Regions from separate parts of the Sus scrofa genome. Here region 1 is linked to region 2. The links are chromatin contacts, called in public Hi-C maps. All regions are on one chromosome and are shown on one strand. The core of a region is the stretch at or near the end of the contact, and the rest is flanking DNA. Distances in the headings are between cores, read along the strand shown.

Region 1 (5,574 bases), core at 2,630-5,129, 300 kb before region 2:
CTACAGCTGCTGGCCTACACCGTAGCCACAACATTGCCACGTCTGAGCAGCATCTGTGACCTACACCACAGCTCATGGCAACACCCGATCCTTAACCCATGAGCAAGTCCAGGGATCGAACCCGCGTCCTCATGGATACTAGTTGGGTTCGTTACTGCTGAGCCACAATAGGAACTCCCTTGGGAAGGGTTTTGATGAGTCCTTCTCTCACTCCCAGAGGCTGCTGGCCTCCTTTGTTTGGGAGACTCCCCTCTTCCACTGACACTTGTGTTGGCCAAGCTAGGTTTCTGTCCAGGGGTCCTCCTTTTCCTGGCTCCCCTTGTCTGCCCAATCTTGAATAATGACCATTAGGGCCGATGGCCTCACTTGTAAGCAATTTTGCTTGGAAATAGATAGCTGTGCCCACCCTACCCCACCCCTCACTCTCTGCCCATCACCAGAAATGTGTGTAGCTGACCTGTCTCTCCTTTTCAGGACTTAGAGGAGAGGACCAGGGGGTCTCATTTTTGTCAATGTCCCCCACCCTTCTCTCCCTGTGGTCAGGACACCACCCTGCCCCCGAGCAGAAGCTCAATAAGGGTGTGGTGAGCATAACTGTGTGTTCCAAGCTTCATGGTGTAAGAGGAAGGAGCTGGCCTCCGGAGCCAAACAGGCTGCTTGTTTTAGTTCTGCCCCTTGAGCAAACTGCTGAGCCTCGACACCCTCATCTCTCAAATGGAAATAATCGGGCAATTTCCTGTCACAGTGCCTGACGCATTTTAGGTGCTCAATCAATGTTAGTTTTTAGGCCCTGTTTCTCTCCCCTGGCAACTGACTTTAGCTAGACTGTGATCTTTATTTTATTTTATTTTTTGCTTTTGGGGGTTGCATCCGAGACATATGGAAGTTCCCAAGATAGGGGTTGAATCGGAGCTGCAGCAACACCGGATCTGAGCCGTGTCTGTGACCTACAGCACAGCTCACGGCAACACCGGATCCTTAACCCTCTGAGCGAGGCCAGGGATCGAACCTGAGTCCTCATGGATACTAGTTGGGATCGTTAACTGCTGAGCCACAAAGGGAACTCCCCATTCGTTAATTATAATTCATTCAGCTACTTCCTCTCGTGTCTTAGGATGTGCCAGGCACTGGGGGAGATCCTGACGCACCTTGAGTCACTTGAAGTCAGTTCCAGATCTAGACTTGCAGAAATAAGATCATCCCAAACAAACAGCAGAGAAATTCAAAAATAATTCCTGTCAAGCACTGGAATGCAGGCCATCGCTGCATATGTATAACACACATACACACACACACACACACACACACACACACAGAGCTTCAGGCCTGAGGAACAAAGGACCTGGTGGAGTTGTTGTGTTGGCTGTATGTGCAAGTGTATCTGTATGTGCCCACAGGTCTGGCTGCCAAGCAGAAAAGGTGACCCAGTTGAGAGTGGAGGCTGGAGGACAGGAGTGGCATGGGTGATCCAGACTGTGCTTATCTGTGTTTGGAGCTGTGTCCTTTCAGCAAACCTGGGCATTACTCTCTAGGTACCAGGTGCCAAGGGATGGGAGCCCCTGCCCTGCTCTATCCTTAGAGCCCCTAGGGAGGGAGGCAGATACAGGCAACTATCCCTGAGTTTGCCGCACCAAGCCTGCTGGCCCTTAGGGGAGTTATCTCATGCATCTCCCTCCTGCTCTCAGGATGTCTTCTCCATCTGTCCTTGTCAGCTGAACGTCCTCTTCTATGCTTTAGGGGATCTTCCTTTTCTTTTCTTTTCTTTTCTTTCTTTTTCTTTTTGTCTTTTTAGGGCTGTACCCTTAGCATATGGAGATTCTTAGGCTAGGGGTTAAATCGGAGCTGTAGCTGCAGCTGCAGCCACAGCACACAGCAATGCCAGATCTGAGCTGTGTCTGCAATTTACACCCCAGCTCACGGCAGCACCAGATCCTTAACCCACTGAGCAAGGCCAGGGATCGAACCTTCGTCCTCATAGATGCTAATTTCCGCTGAGCTGTGACAGGAACTCCTCCTTTTCTTAATACCCCTCCCTTATGGGAAGTCCAGCTTGTTATCTAAAGACCATCCTTCCTGCTGAGGGTGCAGCTAGTTTTCTCTCTGTTGCTGGAACACACTCAACTCACGAATTTCAGTCAATGAGAATGTACTGGGTAAAACTCTGCAGGACACGCAGAAGAAAGATCAGACCTGATCACCAGCCTCAGCAAGACACAGAAACTAGCCTCCGTGACACAGAGAACATAGCCAAACAGGATTAAATGTGAGGACAGGAGTTCCTGTCATGGCGCAGTGGTTAACGAATCCGACTAGGAACCATGAGGTTGCGGGTTCGGTCCCTGCTCTTGCTCAGTGGGTTAACGATCTGGCGTTGCCGTGAGCTGTGGTGTAGGTTGCAGACGCGGCTCGGATCCTGCGTTGCTGTGGCTCTGGCATAGGCCGGTGGCTACAGCTCCGATTAGACCCTTAGCCTGGGAACCTCCATATGCCATGGAAGCGGCCCAAAGAAATAGCAAAAAGACAAAAAAAAAAAAAAGTGAGGACAAGGCAGAGTCTTTGGGACTCGGAGGGCTACAGAGATTGGAGGAGAGAGGAGATCACTCTGGATCCTTCCGTTCTTGTAGACTCCATCTCCAAGGGCTTGGAAGCCCAGCCTGAGGTTTAGACCTGGACAGACAAACACTTCTCTGCTCCTCCCCTGGGGCCACTCCAGCACTCCCCCTACCAGGTCCCCTGTACTCTCTGATTTCTCCAGGGAGAGCCGCTCAGAGGGGCTGGGACAGACCGGGGTCCCCCAGGACAGCTGGCTGACAGGGCCCCTCTGGGATTTGGGGCTGGATCAGGCATCCAGGAGGCGGGTGATACCGGAGCTATGACAGTTGGTCCCCAGATTCCTCACCCAGTGGCGCCAGCTCTGGTTTCGGGCTGAGGCAAGGGGTGGGGGGGCACCTGGTACCAGGCAGAGCTGGGTGTTCTCTTGGGGCAGGGAGGGGGAGGCCGAGGCCAGAAACATGCCCTTGGAGGTTGTGAGGGAGGGATTTTTCCAGCGCCCTCTCTGTGTCAGGCACAGTGCTAGATGCTAACTGTGAATATGGAAGCATAAGACACAGTCTCTGGCACAGGTGAATTCATGGATATAAAAGACATACTCATTGTACAGACTATCATAGGTGGTAGGTGGTGGAGTTCCCCTTGTAGCTCAGCAGGTTAAGAATCCGACCGGTATCCATGAGGGTGTGGATTTGATCCCTGGCTTTGCTCAGTGGGTTAAGGATCCAGCATTGCTGCAGGCTGCAGTGCGGGTTGCAGACACATCTTAGATCTGGTATTTCTGTGTCTGTGGTGTAGGCTGGCATCTGTAGCTTTGATTCAGCCCCTAGCCTGGGAACCTCTATATGCCATGGGTACAGCCCTAAAAAAACAAACAAAAAAAAACAAACAAACAAACAAAAAAGAAAGAATAGCATAGGTGGACTAGAAATTGAATGAATAAAGGAACAGATTAGGAGTTCCTGCCATGGCTCAGTGGTTAACGAATCTGACTAGGATCCATGAGGTTGCGAGTTCAATCCCTGGCCTTGCTCAGTAGGGTAAGGATCTGGTGTTGCTGTGAGCTGTGGTGTAGGTCACAGACGCGGCTCAGATCGGGTGTTGCTGTGGTTGTGGTGTAGGCTGGCAGCTATAGCTCTGATTAGACCCCCTAGCCTGGGAACCTCCATATGCCATGAATGCAGCCCTAGAAAAAGACAAATAAATAAATAAATAAAGGAAGAGATTAATCAGTTATCTAATGGCTTTGTTTTACAGAGAGGAAGATTGAGGCCCAGAGAACCCAGGTCCTGTGACTCTCTTGTGCCTTCTGTCCCATTATGCTTCTTTTTTTCAGGAAAGGGAAGAGGAAGTTAGAGAGAGAAGGGCGGGAAGTGACTTGCTATTTCCTGAGTTTCGTTATTGCCAGGCTCTCTTCTTGGCATTTACAGACTTGATCCCATTTAATCCTCTTCGAAACTCTGGAAGGGGCCTGGAATTGCCATCTCTGCTTAACAGGGACCTATGGCTCAGAGAGGTTAAGTAACTCTCTCTGGTTACACAGGTGGTAAATGGACACTCCGTGTTCAAAACCAGATCTGTCTGACTCCCGAGACTAGGACCCCAGAGGTAAACAATGACACCCAGTGAGTGTCTGGAGACCAAGGAGAGAGTGATTTGAGAAGCCAGACCAGGAGAGGCATCCTAGATGAGGTGGATCTGGAGTCCCTGAAGGATGAGTGAGGTTCATTCAAGGGGAAAGGACTGGAGGGGAGACTGGAGATTGATGCCGGAGGTGCCCAGGAGCCTTGTTGGTTGGGCAGGTGGCCAGCTTGCCTGCACCCTGAGAAGCGGAGGACAGGTGGAAGAGCCTCTTTGAACTCTGGCCACGAGGTGGCGCTGCAGGCCAGCTGCTGGGAGCGGCTCTGGTGTTGGCTTGGACACTAGGGCCCAGAGGTTTCCTCTTTGCCCAGCTAAGTCTCCACGCCCAGTCCTGCCTCCTCAGGTGTCATCTCAAGCTTCCACCTTGCCCTCTTCTGGTGGGGCATCCAAAACCCCTCAGCTACCAGTCTATTCCTGACTCATGACAAAAACCCCAGGGGTTGTGACCTGCATATCCCCATGATCTGACCAGCTCCCCCAGGTCATCCTGAGCCCCTTCCAACTGATTAAGACTGGTTCATGTCCAGTTGCCCTCCTGAGTCCCTGGCAGACACTGTTCAGGGGACAGGCTAACCAAACAGGCGTTTGAATACAACCGACCTGGGTCTGAAGGGGAATAATAATAAAACCTACTTAATTAGGAGGTAAGAGTTTTCATCCAGTAAATATATATTGAACACTGGCTATGTCAGGCACTGTTTTAAGCACTGGAGATACATCACTGAACAAGACAAAGTCCTTACGCTCGTGGAGCGGATCTTCTGTGGAGGAGAAGAGGCAGAAGTAAACAAGCAGATTATGTAATTTCTGGTATTGGTAATTGCTGTGAAGAAAAAGCAGGGAGTTCCCTGGTGGTTCTGTGGGTTAAAGATCTGGCATTGTTACTGCTGTGGTGGGGCTCAGGTCACTGCTGTGGCGCAGGTTCCATCCCTGGCCTGGAAACTTCTTTTTTTTTTTTTTTTCTTCGTCTTTTTGCCTTTTCTAGTGCCGCTTCCGTGGCATATGGAGGATCCCAGGCTAGGGGTCCAATTGGAGCTGTAGCTGCCGGCCTACACCACAGCCACAGCAATGCGGGATCTGAGCTTCGTCTGTGTCCTACACCACAGATCATGGCAATGCCGGATCCTTAACCCACTGAGCAAGGCCAGGGATCGAACCCACAACCTCATGGTTCCTAGTCAGATTCGTTAACCACGGAGCCATGGCAGGAACTCCTGGCCCGGAAACTTTTGTAAGTCACAGACGTGGCCCAAAAAGCCTCCCTCCATCCCCCCCAAAAAAACCAAAGCAGGATATGGGGGTGGAAATGTGTGAGATGGTTAAATGAGAAAGACCAGTATTGTTGTATGGTTTTAACTGGGCAGATATAAAGCAAGTGCCTGG
Region 2 (5,773 bases), core at 439-2,938:
TATCGGACAATGGATCGAACCCTCCCTGGGCCGCCCCTTAGACACCCATCTCCATGCAGCCTGGCATTCCTCGATGGGGATTCGCCCTCTTGGTGTTTCTATTTTGAGCTAGGCACTTTCCTGCTGCTGTGGATTTCCTGTAATGTCACTGAACTCCAAACCTATGGAGCTCTGTGTGTGCACATAAATATCTTATCTTCTCTCCTACAAAATTAATCTCCCTAGCAATCCAATTGGACATCTGTAAACCACACATTGCCCTGTGGGGTTGTCAGGAGCTGTCTGTGCATGGAGTGGGTTTGCGTATGGCATGAACACGTTTATGTTTTTACCTGGCACCGTCTATATGTACCGACACCTGCCTGCAGTCAGGCTCCACTATCATCCAGCATGTCTGGCCACCACTGGTGCTGCTATGGCCCAGGGCATCTTCCAAAACTAGGACTTCTGCGGTGCAATTCAGATAGTCTTTTACCCCAAAATTTCCCCCCACCCCCCTGCTAAAGCTGCCAAAACTCCCCTTTTTATGGCTTGATAATATATCAGATACGCCTGTTTCTCCCACAAACCAGTCTTTCCCCATAGAGTTCCCATGGCACCAAACAATCGCGGCTGCCCTGGAAAGGAGACAGACCTTGCCACAGAGGCTCAGGCTAGCACGCCAGCTTGATAACAAAACCTATGAGCTGGTGAGATTTTCTACTTGACATCTCCTTAAGTGTGTATTGGTACCTATATTTGTATACATATGTTACTTTTATTCTTAGAACCATATACATCTCCTCTGCTCATTTTCACAAAAATAATGGTCTCCATGTGGGCACCTGGCCAAACACTGGCACTGTGTGTGATACATGTGGCACAGAATACATACTGGCACACATATCCCATGCCTGCTTTATACTCTAACATGGTGCCATTTTCTTGGTGCAGTGCCCGCTTCTGTCTGCTTCACAGAGGGTTCTTTAGGTCTGATGCTCATTTCTGGGGCTCAGGCTCTTGGGTTGGGGCTGGATCTCTCAGCTAAACAAGCAGGCAATATTCCTCACCTCTGGAGCCCCACAACCTGAATCTAGGCAGAGGCACTGAACACTGGGTGGCTGTGGACACGGCTACTGCTGTGCCTGCTGATGAGACCAGGCAGGTTCCTTTCCCACAGCCTATGCTCTCCCCAGGGTCACCATTGCTTTGAGTTAGCATTGAAATCCCTCGGAGCTGCAGTATGTGTGTCTTCCCGCATCTCCGCGCTTTGTGTGTGTGTGTGTGTGTGTGTGTGTGTGTGTGTGTGTGTGTGGTTTGGGGCTGTAAGTGTGACATTTGTTGATCTCGCTGTGTTTGTAGGTGAGTGCTGTGAACGCGCGCGCCCTTGAGTCGGCTGTGAGGCTCCGTGTCTGTGTAGTTCGTGGACGTTGGTCTGCGGGCCCCCGAATCCCAGTGTGTGTGGATCTGTGGCCTCTACGCGTGAACTGCGGGTCTGTGCCTCTGTCCCTGGGCCCGGTCAAAGCCAGGCCGGAGCACGCCCGTGCAGCCCCCGCCGGCGCCCCTGCCTCTTACCGCCGCTTTCGCGGGCAGCAGCGGCTTCGGCTCCCGCTTCCGACAAAGTCCAGGCTCCGCAGCGATGCGGGGCTCGGGCTCGCCGGACGGCGCCAAGGGGGCTCCGGGTGGGAAGGGCAAGGCGTGGGAGCACCCTCGCTTCCTCCCCAAGGCGGGACGACCACGGAAGCCGCCGGACGCTGGGGTCGCACTGCCGCGGGCGCCCAGGAGAGGAAATGAAAGCACGAGAAGAGCCGAGGGAGGCGAGAAGTGAGCAGAAGAAAATAGAGAATCGGAAACAGAGAAAAAGGAAAAACAAAACCCACTTGAAAAGAAATAAAACGTTAAAACAAAAGCGATAAAATAACACTAAATGAAATAAAAAGGAAACACACCAAAGGCATTTAAAATGTTAAACTAAATTACGGAAAAGGCAAGGAAACAAAATGGAAAAGAAAAGGCTCCAAGGCGCCCGAGGCGAAAGGGGGCCTAGACGGGGCGACGCGGCGTTTGAGAGCTTCGGGGATCCCGGCAGCTGCGGCCGGGCCGAAGCCCAGCCCGCGGGGCCTCCTCTGCTCCCCGCCAGCTCCTGGGACCCGGGTCGGGCGAAAAACTCCGCTGGAGGGTCTGTTAGTCCCCACTCCCCAAGTCCAACAGCGGCGGCACTGAGGACCCCATACCTCCGCTGCCCCTCACCTCTGCTGCTGAACCCATCGCCGGGGAAAATAAAACAAAAAATGATCCTCAGATCCCCCGCCTGGCAGGGTCAGTTGTCCCTAAGGTTCGTATTCTTGGCCGAAGGCCCTTGTAGACCCTCGCGGTGCTCAGCAGAGCGTCGTCGGGAAAACCCTAGCTGGGTGAGAGTGGGGGACTGGGGATCTGCGGCCGCGCCGCTCCCTGCAGCGGCTCAGGGCTCCAGCCCCAGGCGGGAAGTCCTGACTGTGGTGCGGGGACTGGGGGCTGAGTAATTAATAACCGGGAGAAGCTAGGATGTAAGGGTAAGGGGAGCCTGGCAAGTGGAGGAGAAGGACGATGTGAGAGACAGAGAAGAAAAGAGGAGGCCAAGATAGGGGTGGATAAGAGAGGAAGAGATGCTGGAGAGAAGGAAACAGAGAGATACATAATGGAAAAGAGAGAGAGAAAAGGTGGTGGAAGGGCAGCAGGCAGCTCAAGGAGTTTGGCCAGAGGCCCTGACACCTCTTTCCCTCAAGCACTTTTGCCAAAGCTGCCAAATTCTGCATTTAGACCATGGGTTTCCAGTAGCAGATGGAAAGGCCACAACTCAGTAGCCTGCAATAGGCTCTAGAGAGTTAGAAACATGTAAACCCTGCAGAACTGTCTGTGGCTCTCAGAAGCAAAGAAAGGAGACATAGAGACTGTGAGGCACTAGGGAAGCTCTAACATCTTAGGGCAGGGAGAAGGTGCCTAAGAGACAGACCCAGCAAGCTGAAGTCCTTCGATCAAGGTGCAGAGCCGATTCCGAGATCCCAACCACCAAAAAGCTGGCTGAGTTCAGAGCTGACCCATAAGCCCCAGCTGATTTCAGTATCCTGGACTCAGTGGCCATTTCACTCCCAGAACACCTGAATAAATACCTACCCTGGTTCCCTCCACCCCCCACCCCATATCCTCGGTGTGAGGAATGGGCTGCTAGGGCCAACTATATGGGCTTGGCCAAGTCATTTCCTCCTTTATAAAAGGAGAGTCTGGGGCTGGGAGTCACAGTCCTTCCAGTGGATAGATTATCAGAGCCAAGAGGCAATGAGACCAACCTGAATTTGGCGGGGCACTCAACATCCCAGAATATTTTGGACGTCATCAGTAAACATATTGTGAATTAAATTTTAGCAAGGTATGGGCCAGCCTGAGAGAAAGCCACCAGCTGTGGGGGTGGGAGATGAGGAGTGGGCTACTTCTGTGGAAGAAACCCAAGAGAACAAGGAGCAAGAGGACTTCCCAGGAGGGCGAATAGCCAGACAGGGTGCTCTGGGCAGAGGGTGACATAAAGGTCAGACAGAGGGTGCAAGGTGTTGGGAAGAACACAGTCTGCAATGGCAGCTCCACCACTGGAGCTGGAGCTGGTTGAGTGACTGGAGCTGGTTGAGTGACTCAGCCAGTTACCTAAACTCTCTGAGCCTCCCTTCGGAACAGGTAAAATGGAGGAGAGGAAACCTACTTTTCAGGGCTATGAACTCAGTGAATTAATGCACCCAGTGTGTACCAGTTTGGCGCCTCATAGACACTCAAGACATAGTAACTTTCTTCCAGTCCAGGGTTGTTATGTTAGCCTTTTGATTTTTGGATTTGCTGGGGTGGGGGGGAGGAGAGGGGCTTGGGAGACAGGCAATGACTGTGGCTTGCTGCCTCTCCTCTCTGCCTTCTTGTTTTAACCAGTCTACAAATCCTTGTCTCAGCCTCAAATTGTCTCAAAGAAACAAATATATACATAACAATGTCACTCTGAAAAAATGATAGTAAAATAAAATGAAACATACTTCAGTAAAATAAAATACTGTACCAGTTGAATTCCTCCTGGAAACTCCACCAATCAACGGCTACATCTCTTACAATTTAATACACTCAAAAGTGTTGGAATTTCATTTGAAACAGAATAATTTGTGCTGCCCTTCTATCTGCCCCCCCCCCACGACTTTCCTTATTTATGTATTTATTTTCAAAGAATTGTGGGGATTCTGTGTAAGGAAAAATGCATTTGTGTTTTGTTTTTTAATCCTCCAAGTTAAATCTATAAATTTGATACACTTCCAAGCAGATTCTGTTAAAGAATGAATGAAATGATAAAGTTTTGGAAACTACTTAAATGTAGTAGTTAAAAGAAAAATTTAGACATATTTATCAACATGAATAGTTCTCATGCTATAAAGAGCTCTGCACTTACTGAAGTAGGCCACCTTAGGCAAGTCACTGACTCCCTCTAAACCTGCTTTCCAATTTTTCCGAATGCCCTCCTCACCCGTTCTGCACATCAAAGTTTTCTTATAAACTGCAAAGTGCTGAATGAATGCAAGATATCACACATACTGCAAATACCTCTTACAATCCTACCTACTGCACCACACCTCATACTGAAAGGGTCTCCCATATGCCCCCAACCCGGCAGCCCAGATTCTCCAGATGGAAGGGATCCTAGGCCTGGAGGCACTTGGGCTCTGGGGGATTGAGGTGAGTTAAAAGGATGGAGGTTTGGGCAGAGAAGCTCATTATCACCTTATCTCCCCTTTCACTTTTCTCCCGCCTCCCCAATCCCTGCCCCGAGTTGCAGTTTGTCGTTCCCCCTCCTCTTGTCTCTTTCTCTGCCTGGCTTTCAGGTCTGTGGAGGGTGCGGGGAGTCCTCCGAGGCTGTTAGTGTCAGAGTGGGAAATGGACTGAAGTTACACTGGGAGGGATCACCTGAATTCTAAGAGGAATTTTCTGACCTTCCAAGGCAGGAGACCCAATATCAGTCTCTCCCCAAACAAGAGTTCCCCCGAACACCCTGGGAATGGAAAGGGTTGGAGGCGGAGGATGTTAGTGAAGACATCCTAGCACACCCAAGAGAGGGAGCAGGGAAAAGAAGAAAAAAGAGGCTCCGCGAGGGCACTGGGAGAATTCTTATTTCTGTGCTCTCTCAAGAGGAGAGGGGCTTCCATCGCTCAGCTAACGAACTTCTTCCCAAATTCTCTGTGCGAGATCTGGCTGCTCCCAGAGGGGGGTCCTTTCTAACAAGGTGCCCCCGGGCCCTGCCCCTCCCTCCCCAGGAGCTGAAGCCGCCAAAGGTTCGAGGAATATAATGGATCATTTTCCAATTTACCAGGGTCTTAGAGATTACGCCGCTAATCCCATCAAAGACCATCTGCTTACATTGTCCCTCCTGAGCCAAAATAAATAGATCCTTTACTCTCTCCACTTCAACTCCTCTGGGGTATTGTAGCGGGAGAAAGTTCGACAAGGCCCATCCCATTTCCCCCTCCCTCCCGCTGCGGGCTGGACAGAAAAGGAGAAAACAAACTTAGCTTGTCTGAGGTGTGAAAGGTCACTTATGCTCCTGACCTGCATTCTTCTCAGGAGCCTGCGACGATGGGAATCGGGGAGAGGGGCGGGCCCGGGGCTCTGGGGGTCTCTGAGGATCAGCCCCCTGTGGAGGTGTGGGACAGGCTGTTCTGTGCCCCACCGTCCTGCTGTCTCAGCTCTGAGGCCACCTTGCCCCGGCCCATTTTTGGTCTGTCTTTTTCTCAAGTCT

The links. A called contact is a pair of places that touch in the nucleus more often than the background predicts.
Region 1: a Hi-C map of retroperitoneal adipose tissue shows a contact between it and region 2, with 2.9 times the contacts expected there. A contact is called at or near these places in 20 of 47 Hi-C or Micro-C datasets (alveolar macrophages, embryonic fibroblasts, fetal heart ventricle and 12 more) and 1 of 2 datasets of targeted methods (alveolar macrophages).

What each region holds. Positions count from the first base shown.
Region 1 is chr4:93,941,731-93,947,304 of Sscrofa11.1, reverse strand. No RefSeq gene overlaps it. Among named protein-coding and RNA genes, the nearest start is that of MEX3A, 5.4 kb to the left of the region's middle.
Region 2 is chr4:93,641,401-93,647,173 of Sscrofa11.1, reverse strand. No RefSeq gene overlaps it. Among named protein-coding and RNA genes, the nearest start is that of MIR9-1, 16 kb to the left of the region's middle.